Linked DNA regions of Danio rerio: region 2 is linked to region 1. Evidence: chromatin contacts called from public Hi-C data. All regions are on one chromosome and are shown on one strand. The core of a region is the stretch at or near the end of the contact, and the rest is flanking DNA. Distances in the headings are between cores, read along the strand shown. Region 1 overlaps sorbs2b (sorbin and SH3 domain containing 2b). Region 2 holds the start of sorbs2b (sorbin and SH3 domain containing 2b).

What was found. A called contact is a pair of places that touch in the nucleus more often than the background predicts.
Region 2: a Hi-C map of embryo shows a contact between it and region 1, with 2.5 times the contacts expected there. The contact joins the promoter of sorbs2b here to the enhancer-like site in region 1. A contact is called at or near these places in 8 of 18 Hi-C or Micro-C datasets (caudal fin, embryo, fibroblasts and 2 more) and 2 of 4 datasets of contacts at active chromatin or transcription factors (caudal fin and embryo).

The regions. Positions count from the first base shown.
Region 1 is chr14:34,326,064-34,331,596 of GRCz12tu, forward strand. sorbs2b (sorbin and SH3 domain containing 2b) reads right to left here. Exons shown (of 21, transcript XM_073921970.1): 7 at 2,364-2,506; 8 at 292-358. It overlaps LOC141377531, which reads right to left. Exons shown (of 2, transcript XM_073921971.1): 2 at 3,712-5,533. The coding sequence ends at 4,694. Among named protein-coding and RNA genes, the nearest start is that of pdlim3b, 42 kb to the left of the region's middle. Within about 2 kb of position 2,853, at least 8 of the 62 cell types and tissues checked have an H3K27ac peak or open chromatin away from gene starts, as enhancers often do.
Region 2 is chr14:34,392,704-34,398,236 of GRCz12tu, forward strand. sorbs2b (sorbin and SH3 domain containing 2b) reads right to left here and starts at 3,263. Exons shown (of 21, transcript XM_073921970.1): 1 at 2,889-3,263.

The sequences.
Region 1 (5,533 bases), core at 1,603-4,102:
TTTTGAAAGTGTTTCAAACCAAATGGAAGGCTGTTAACATATAACGTATGAACCTTTGTTTAAATGGCAGTGAGATATAAATAATCTGATTTTTTTTTTTTTTTTTTGGTCCTGAAGGTCCCGAGAGGAACTATATTATTCGATGTATAAAAATAAACAAAGATGAAACATTAAATGCTCAATAAAACTTTAGCCAAACTGAAAAAAGGGCTAAATAGATGTCTATAAACATGCACACATGCATTTATAGGCAACACAAAAGACAAATAAATACAAAAGATTCAGTCTTACCTGTTTTAGGCACCACATGAATCTGTTTGAACATGGTCTTGTACCAATCTTTTGGCCTGTCAACAGTCTAAAACAACACACAAACAAGCATTTTTTAGCTTTCAGGCCTTCCCTCACAGATTAAGATTCCAGAGTCCAGAAACATAGTTTAGGAAACAAACAGCAACCCGAATGAGCTCCATGACCTTGAGTCCAAAAGTCTGGATCTAAAAGCTGCTATAAAAAAATGCTGATGCAATTGGCTTGTCTGTGTGAAGCTGAGAGAGACTCATCACTGTCTGCTGGTCCATCAATGATGCTGAGCGCAGCTGCCTGTTTCCCCAAGGCTAAATAAAGCTCTGTGTGGGAAAATGCAATTTAGCGCACAAATCAAAACAGCATGTCCCGTGTGACCAGAGACCGATTGAAGATTAATTCTGGAATGAACATTTATAGGTATGCACTTCCGACAATGTGTCCACTGCCAATAAAGTGTTAGGAGGCGAACATTTCTCAAAATGAATTTTATAGTTTATAATGTTTGTCATACTTTTGCTTGCATGTTAAATGAGTGGTAGTTACAGTACAAAGTCTTCTTTAGCGTTAGGTATTTGTATAAGGTTCAATTATAATAAAACGTGATGGTAACTTTAGAAGAATGGTCCATTAGTATATATATATATATATATATATATATATATATATATATATATATATATATATATATATATATATATATATATATATATATATATATAGTTTGTTCATGTTAGTAAATAACTAACCATTTTTTATAATTAAATAATGGTTAATTAAATAATTAATGGTCCATTAAAATAAATTACCAATGTGACAGTTTGGCATTTTACCATGTGTTCATTGTTTATGTTTGGTACTTATAAAATTACTTAATAATTATTCAGAGCAAAAATTACATTTCTTATTTTTATTGTTTTAGTTTTTGTCTTGTTTCTAATGAAAATACCCACAAATTCTAAAATCAAGAACTTTTTTATAGACAAGTAAAAGATCTTGTTTTCAGGAATAATATCTCAAAATTAAGTGAGTTTTCTCTTAAACAAAGCAAAATAATCTGCCAATGGGGTACGTTAAACACTGCAATTCTCATTTTCGCTTTGGAATTAGAATATACAGACCCTTTTAATGCATGTAAACAAAAACAGTGGTCCCAAAGCATTTCCTGTTTTACATTTTTAATTTCTACAGCTTCCAAAAATCCAAAAAGACCCACATATTGATAAATAATGTTATGATAGCTGTGTTAATAATAAGTTATGATTAAATTGTCTTTTGTTACAGTTATGAAATAGTTTGATAACAAGCAGGAAACGTTCATGGTCCATTCACATAACCACATTGAATTGATTGGTCTATAGGGATATATATGCAGATATTGGGACAAAAAAAACAAACAAAAAAAACAAGAGCTCTATGTAAGAGAAGCATTTTTTGCTGTTTCTATCAATCTATATGAGTAAATTATAACTATTGCACAGTGCAAATAAGCTGCTGTTTTGTCAAATTAGGCATTCTATATGATAATTAAACTGGCAAATTATTTCATTTCATGCTATTTCCATAACCAGAATGCTGTAAAATACGTTTATACGTATAGTACAAGTTGTGAGCATAAAATTGAAATAGAAATGTCAAGATAAAAAAATCACACACTCAAAAAAATGATGTTGCTATTTGCAAATTTACTTATTTAAGTTAAACTTATTTAAAATGAGCTGAAATACTTTAGTTTTTTGAGGACAACTTGTTTTGTTTCTTCCACAAACATCTGTAAAAACTAATAAGTTTACTTAATTCCTTCACATAGTCCCAAAACAAATTAATTGTGTGGAATTCTTCATTTTTACAGTGAAAGTCAACAAATTAAAAATAAAAAACATCAAAATAATAAAATACTTTATAAATTTTTTTTATAAAACACCTTAATTTTGTATTTTGCTACTTGTGTGCTTAACAATAATATATAATATAGTAGCAAATAATTCTATCTATTCTAAACAACACAGCATCAATATAAAACAAAAGAAAAAGACTCCTGAATGACAGTCGCTCACCGTCCGTATTGCTATGGGAATCCCAGACTCATCCACAGGACCGATGCCAGTATAGTGCGGAGCTTTCCCTGCTGTTTCTCTCCTGTCAGTATGCGGCGCTCGGGCAGGAGGATCCACGTTGGCGTAGATTGGAGTGCTGGAGGCTGATGGGAGGAAAGCAGGGTCAGCTTTTGGGGGTGTGCGAGTTTCTAGTAATTCCCTTTGAGCTAAGCAACATTCCCATGTCTGTAACTGTGAAATACAGCCAGGTCAGGAACTGTTATTCCAATTCAGGAGAAAAAAATCCATTAATATGTTGACTCCAGCATTCTGACATAGAATAGTAATCCACACTCCACACTCCGGTCTACGGCCATCCAGACTGAAACCCTTTTGGGGAGAAATCTAGCAAAACGAGCTCTGATTCGGAGACAAAGGCCAGCCTCACGCACACAGACACTTTAATCCCAGTGTCTCAGCTCCTCCCTCAGCCCCGTTCAGACTGGAGCTTTAATCCCTGGCATTTGCCACTTGGGATTAGAGAGATCGCGGGCGCGCATTCAGAGCGGAGCAGGTTGGGATACGCTTAGTGTCACACGGCCGGTAAGCAGCACTGCAGTCAGGTCACGCTTTCATACTCATTAGTGCTTCATTAGAACCTGGCACATCTCACTGGTGACTTCTCACAGTCCAGGGAGAGCATTTTCACAGCTTTACTGCAACACTTATGACATCTATTTAGGTTGTGCTTATATTTACAAATGAACAGGTGGATGTTGAGATTTACTTTTACATCAGCAATGGCCATTTACAGCTGAAGTCAGAATTATTAGCATCCCTGAATATTTTTCCCCAATTTCTGTTTAAAGAAAGAAGATTTTTTTCAACACATTTCTAAACATTCACTAATTTCTGCTAAAACTAAAATAATCTTAAAAGAAATTTATTTTATTAAAAATTATCTTAAAGAAAGTCTAATTATGCTAATTGTAATGTATGGCTCTTTTTTTATTAATGTCCAGAAATACAGCTTTCCTATAGCAATGAACAATTTCTTTAGGTGTGGCAATCATAAGCGGAATAATTTAAACAAGTCTGTTTAATAATTATAAAATAATGCAAAAATATGGCCATTCTTCATTTAATATTTACATAAATGCATGAATATTTCGAGAATTATTTTTACATGTTCAGGTCTTTAGTGACCCTGGACTATACAGTATAGTATATTTGAATGAATCATTCAAATCATTCAAATCAGATTTGAATGATTCATCTGATGCATCTGAATCATTCAAAAGGACAGGTTTGTAAGAGTATTTCATTCACAGATCAGACTGCTTCGATCACATTAAATGTTTTTGTATGTGTAAAAAAAGACTATCCTTATTTAATTTGGGAATCAGACTGCACTGATCATTTTTGATCGACTAAAAAAAACTTGATTAAGGACTGAGTAATTTTGGACATTTGTCAATGAATCAGACACCCTTGTTAACACTTAATAAAAAGGACAGATCAGTCAAATAAGTCTTGCAAGAGTCATCAGACTGAACTCATTGTATGTTTTTGACTCACTAAAAAATTTTAGTTTGTAAAATCAATTTGTTAATGAATCATTTGGCAAGCTGTATGTTTTAAATTAACAAGAAAAGATCTGCTTTTTAGCATAATACTTTGCTGTTCATATTTTGAATGTACTTTCGGGAGTAATTTGTTTGTGAATCAAGTATGTGTTTTTGATTCACATTTTACATTACATTACATTTACATTTAGTCATTTAGCAGACGCTTTTATCCAAAGCGACTTACAAATGAGGACAAGGAAGCAATTTACACAACTAAGAGCAACAATGAATAAGTACTAAAGGCAAGTTTCAGGTCTGTAAAGTCTAAGAAGGGAAGTGTTAGTAGTTTTTTTTTTTTTTTTTTTTTTTTTTTTTTTGTACAATTAGTGTGATATTCAAAGAGGCAATTGCAGATTAGGAAGTGAAGTGGAGACTAAATAGTTGAGTTTTTAGTCGTTTCTTGAAAATAGCGAGTGACTCTGCTGTTCTGATGCAGTTAGGGAGTTCATTCCACCAACTGGGCAGATTGAGCGTGAGCGTTCGCGAAAGTGATTTTTTCCCTCTTTGGGATGGAACCACGAGGCGACGTTCATTCACAGAACGCAAGTTTCTGGAGGGCACATAGATCTGCAGAAGTGAGTGCAGATAAGAAGGTGCTAGGCCAGAAGTCACTTTGTAGGCAAACATCAGAGTTTTGAATTTGATGTGAGCAGCAACTGGCAGCCAGTGCAAACGGACTAGCAGCGGAGTGACATGTGCTCGTTTAGGTTCATTGAAGACAACTCATGCTGCTGCATTCTGGAGCAGTTGAAGAGGCTTGATAGAGTTAGCTGGAAGCCCAGCTAGTAGAGAGTTGCAGTAATCCAGTTTGGAGAGAACAAGAGCTTGAACAAGGAGTTGAGCTGCATGTTCAGATAAGAAGGGTCGGATCTTTCTGATGTTATAGAGTGCAAATCTGCACGATCGAGCAGTTCTAGAAATGTGGTCAGAGAAGTTTAGTTGGTCATCAATCGTTACTCCAAGGCTTTTCACCATTTTGGATGCAGTAATGGTTGCCCCATCCATCTGGATTGAAAAGTTATGGTGTAGAGTCGGGTTGGCAGAAACTACAAGCATTTCCGTTTTTGCGAGGTTCAGCTGAAGATGATGATCTTTCATCCAGTGTGAAATATCCAACAGGCAGGCTGAGATACGAGCTGGAACCGAGGGATCATCAGGATTAAAAAAAGAGAGGTATAGCTGGGTGTCATCAGCATAGCAGTGGTAGGAGAATCCATGTCTCTGGATGACTGGTCCTAGAGATGATGTGTAGATGGAGAAGAGAAGTGGCCCAAGAACAGAGCCTTGAGGTACCCCAGTGTTTAGATGCTGTAGGTTGGACACCTCTCCCCTCCAAGACACCCTGAATGACCTGTCAGAGAGGTAAGATCTGAACCATTGTATAACAGTGCCCGCAACGCCCAGTGACTCAAGCGTAGATAGCAGGATCTGGTGGTTGACAGTGTCAAAAGCAGCTGACAAGTCCAGCAAAATGAGGACTGATGATTTAGAGTCTGCTTTAGCCAGTCTGAGATCCTCCACGACCGAGAGCAGGGCAGTCTCAGTTGAGTGGCCTTTCTTAAA
Region 2 (5,533 bases), core at 2,013-4,512, 67 kb after region 1:
TAATAGAGCTATAACAGTAATAATTGACTAAAATGACAACCTTAAAAGGATCACTTCAAAAAAAAAAAAATTGACAATAATAAAATTATATATATATATATATATATATATATATATATATATATATATATATATATATATATATATATATAATAAAATAAAACGCTTACCCTTAATATAATATAATATAATATAATATAATATAATATAATATAATATAATATAATATAATATAATATAATATAATATAATATAATACAACAAACTTATTCTTATAAACTTATTCTTTCAAGTTATTGCCAGTCAATCTTTCTCATTTTCATTTAGTTCAACATGTTTAACTGAAACTAACACACACAAAAAGAAAACTAAATAGGCATAAAACTATTCAACATATAAATAAAATGTGACACAGATTACTTAATGCCGATTACAACATTTTGAGCCTCTAAACTACTGCATCAGTGTTCAAGATACAGTTACAGAGTAATGCTGTCCTAAATGACAGTAACCTCCGCTTGACTTTGTTAGCAGCAGGTCCTGGCACCAAACGTGTGGCCTGGTCTTAGGGGCTAAAATCCGGATCAGCTGAGGGTCAGAGGCCTAGAAATATACCCTGTGAAGGTTGTCTGATTTTGTCACCTCATGGACATTTTAACAAAGATTTGTCTTATTGGCCTAAGTAACATACAGTACTGTGAAACCAAATGCCGCACAGAGCCTCTATTATAAGACACAGCAAACATCATAGACTTTGCATTTTAAAGCAAACACTGTAATCTTAGAACTGGAAGGGATGGAAAGAAACAATTACACTTTATTTTGAAGGTCCACTTTAGATTTTCTGTTGACTAAATAACATCAAGAAAACAAACTCCTTTAATTAGAGTATTAACAGATTGTTCAAGGAATAAGTTAATTTATTTGCAGGGCAACAAAATTAAGAAAAATGTTGGGGAGCATCAAAATAAAGTGTCAGCATATCATTTTACATATTAATTATTGGGGCAGCATGGTGGCACAGTGGGTAGCACAAACGCATCACAGCAAGGTCACTGGTTCGAGCCCATGCAAGGGTGTTTCCCAGAGATAGGTTGCAGAAATGGCATCCGCTACGCTAAACATATTCTGGGTAAGTTGGCGGTTCATTCTGCTGTGGAAACCTCGGACTAATAAATGGACTAAGCCGAAAAGAAAATGAATGAATATCAATTATTGGTCAAATGAATATCAAAAAGCATAAATTGTGTATTTTATTTTGTCAAAGTTTGTCTTACCCTAAGACATGGAATCATCTTTACATTTTTTTGCTCATTAAAAATGGGATAAATGCAACTCTATTATAAATATTATTATAATAAAGAATCAGTAACTTTATTTCACGTTTGTGCATTGATTAAAGATGTCATTTTGATGCCAGCATGAACTTACAAAATTCGAAAGACCCACCCCCTCCCACTGATAAAGGTCTAGAATTTGTCCCATACATGAGCTCATTTGTCCTATTTTGACTGCTATGCCATCATCAATTGTGAAAATAACCCATTAAAGGCTTTAAGACCATGCAAAATCTGATGCAAGTGAAGTCAACTTTCACTGTTGACCTACTGTGTTGTTGTTAAATAAAGAAAACATTTTACAAGTAACTTTACCTAAATCTTGGACTTTATTCTTGAAAGAAAAAAAAGATCAATAGAAAGGTGCAAAGCACCAAAAACATTACTAAGATGTTACTAAGTAGAGTATTTAGACCTCATTATTACATACAAAATGATATGAATAACTGCAAAAAAGTCAACTTTCTGAGAAAAAAGCCTTTACACCAGGCTGGCTACGGGCCTGAAATGAGCAAAATAAGGCTTCATTGTCGTTCTGTGTGCAAATACGTTATGAAAAAATAAAACAACCTACAGTACTTATTTTGACATGAAATTAAAATCGATAAAGGATAGCAGTTTTATGTTTAAAATAAAAACATAAAAGCAGTTTTAAAATTTATGTTTTAAATTTATACAAACGTCTTACTGGTAAATGTGTAAAACCAATCTGTAGGAAGGAAAGTGAAAATGTATAAAGCTTTAAAACAAATTTTGGTGCTGCACTGCGCAGTTTTTGTCATCAAATGATTCTTGATCTAAATATGAATATAAACTTTTTTTTTACACTAAATTTCATTTTAATAAGTGGGTGTCTTATGCATCCCGTGGATTTTATTTATGAAAAAATATAGTGCAGATTCTAATGTAACAATTTAAGCATTGTTACACTTTTATTTTGATGCTTGACAACCCATTGTCATTTTTGAGCCACACTAAAATTGACAATTAATAAAATTCTGGAAGAGCAAAAAATATCTAAGCTGAACTAATATTTTTGCTTGAACTTATATAAGAAGACATACTAATATTTAAATGCCTTTTAAAGGATATATATATATATATCCTTTATATATATATATATATATATATATATATATATATATATATATATATATATATATATATATATATATATATATATATATATATATATATATATATATATAGTCAAAATGTCTAAATGGTTATAATGTTGATGAGGTATTTGCAGAAAACTGCCAGTCAATCTAATAATCATTTTTAAGTTGGAAAATAAATGTGGGCCAAAAATGAATAAATAATGTTGTTGTTGTTTTTTCAAAAAGAAACTGATTAAGCATTGCAAATATCTGTGAAACTATTTACTTAATAATAGTTAAAGCACCATAACATTGTAGGTATTGGCATACAAATTCAAAGTAAAAACTTTAACAAGATGCCAAATATTACAATAACATTAATTCCTCTATCTTCACCCCATTTAATATAAACATAAAACAATGTTGCTCACAAAAAATACAGACTTGTTACCTTTAAATGAAGGCATTTCGGCTTTGCTTGGCACTGGAGAAGTTTCTTGCTACTTTCACAGACAGGAGCTCATTGATAAGCTTGCCGACCTCTGCGTCCTCCACATGAGAGATCATATCATCCTCAGCTGTTATCCAAAACATGTATGTCAGTCAGTTCTTGTTTCCCTCCAGACTCCAGTGCTCGCTATCCACTCCAAATCCTCTGCTCGTGTTCTTTTTTTCTTCCACTCTCCCCCTGCTGTTGTGCTTGACAGGATGGAGACCCTCTGTGATGATCAACCTGCTCTCAGAGGTATAGATTTACATAGACCCGAGTTACATCTTCAGTCAGAGAAAACACACACACTCATGCATGGCTTTCTAGCAATGGAACAAGTGCTCTTTGTGCCTCACGTTTTACAAATACTATAATCTGCCTTGGCTTAGCAGGTAAACGGACCAATCAGAGCTCAGAGGCTGTGGAGGAGGCTGGATAATAGGCATTAAGTCAAAGCAGATGGGAATGACTGAATATATATATGTGGACAGGTTATTAGAGCCGGTGTTGAGCTGCTCAGTGGCTGCAGGAGGCTGTAATCCATTTTACTCGCCCTTTGCTTTGGACACTTTTGTATATAACTATCGGCTCGGCTATCCTGGAGAGTTATTTCTGGTGTTGTGTATTTTTGGTTTGAAGACCTGGATGAGGTGATTCACACAATGTGGGGTAGTTTAACTGAGGTTAAAGCTTGTAATGACCTGGAAATGTTATTTAGGGGTGATTTACCGCACTAGATGTGGAGTGAGAAAGGGATATTCTTGAAGTATAAGGCAGGAAGGAAACAAGCAACAGCTGTGAATTGTTCTTAAAGAGATTATGTTGCTGTAGCAGTATTTTACGATCTAATTAGAATAACAGAAAGCTAAATGTGTTAGGATAGTAAACAAAGCTTGTAATTTGAGGTGCTGATTAAAAATGAAGTTATTGAAGAAGTGAATGAATTTAAGTATCTTGGCATAACTCTAGACATTAATTTAAAATATGATTGTCATGTTAAAAAGGAGAAGGTTAAGCCAAGGCTAAACTGAAGATGTTTAACATAAATTATACATGCACACAATGATGTTCTCTCACTTGTCATATTGCATTACAAGCCTCTTTAACTACATTGAAGCCTGTTAACTCAATATATAAAGAAGCAATTACGGCACACATTATGATAGATATATAAAAAATTTTGTGACTGTTTTTCCTTTAATAAAATGCCTTAACTTGAAGTGCTGATAAAAAAATATATACATTATTTTTTTTAAGGTACTTTATGATATGTTGCCATATAGCAACAACATCAAACGGTGGATGTAACACTCTCCATTCTTTTTAAATTTATATTTAATTTATAATTTTCCTTAGAATCAATAATTTTGTTGTTTAAAATGATTGAATTGGTGTTGCAGCATTATAAGATTTAACACAGAACTTACATAGTTTACAACAACTGATATTCCAACAGCTTTCATTTATTCCATTCTTTTTTGCTGAATATTATTGAAAAAAATATACATATAGTTTTATCTTGATTACAACATACAGTAAATACCAATATTTTCTCCAGTAAAAAAGTCTAGTATATCCAGATGCATCAGAATGATGTAGCTACCAGCTAACAATATTTATATATTATACTATATACTTTAATACGCCTTTCACATCTGCCTCAGAGCTAACTTACTTGAACTGTCTGCATCACTGCTCTTATTAAATGTCCAGTCTGCAACATTCTCATGGTCAATAAAACCCATCTCATTCTCACTTTGATCTGCAGGAAGAACCAGTTCTGTCCTCTTCTTTCACATAACGTACCATAGAACATGCTAGTGCTCGCTAATAAACTGTTCCCTGTATTCATATCTATTCAAAAATAGTATTGGCATTAAAACTAAATTTTATTCATAATTCAAATGTCTCTAACATACAACTAATCAACATTATATTACTAGCATTCATGTTGTTATTGTTACAACTTAAAAGTTAACAGCTGACCTTGCTAGCAACAGTAGCTAACCCATTGCAATATTGCATGATCCACTGTTGCAGTGTTGTCATTTACGTTTGATTGATTTACAAAAAAGTAATTTGATTTTAAAAAATAGTTGTGAATATGTCGTCATAACTTACTGGAGGTTTTTATGTGTATCTGACATGATTTGATCCTTTGTTTTTATTGACGTTTACATTTTCATTCAGCAGCTAATCACAATAAACGCCAGTCTGTCAGAAATCACGCGAAAGAAAAACAATGTCATGTGACTTAACGGTCGAACGCACATCGGGTAGAGCGATAGTTGCGTATTCATACCTCTGGCCTGAGAAATGGAGTCAGATACGATATAGTTTTCACTACCTCTTTGAAAACTTTGCCAACAGTAACCATTTACAGCGGATGTTTACTATCTTGTGGACCGACATTCTATCGCTCCACACTCTAAATTTAATAAAAGTTATACGTTTTTTGCGTTTTTATTTACGAAGGTGGGTGACGATCCATACGTTAGCATGAGCATGGTTTAGCAAAGGCTGTTTACATTTGTGCGAAATGTACCTTTATCATAGCGAATGCTTAGTTTAAACCGTTAAGAGATATAAGGGAGCTAACGTATATA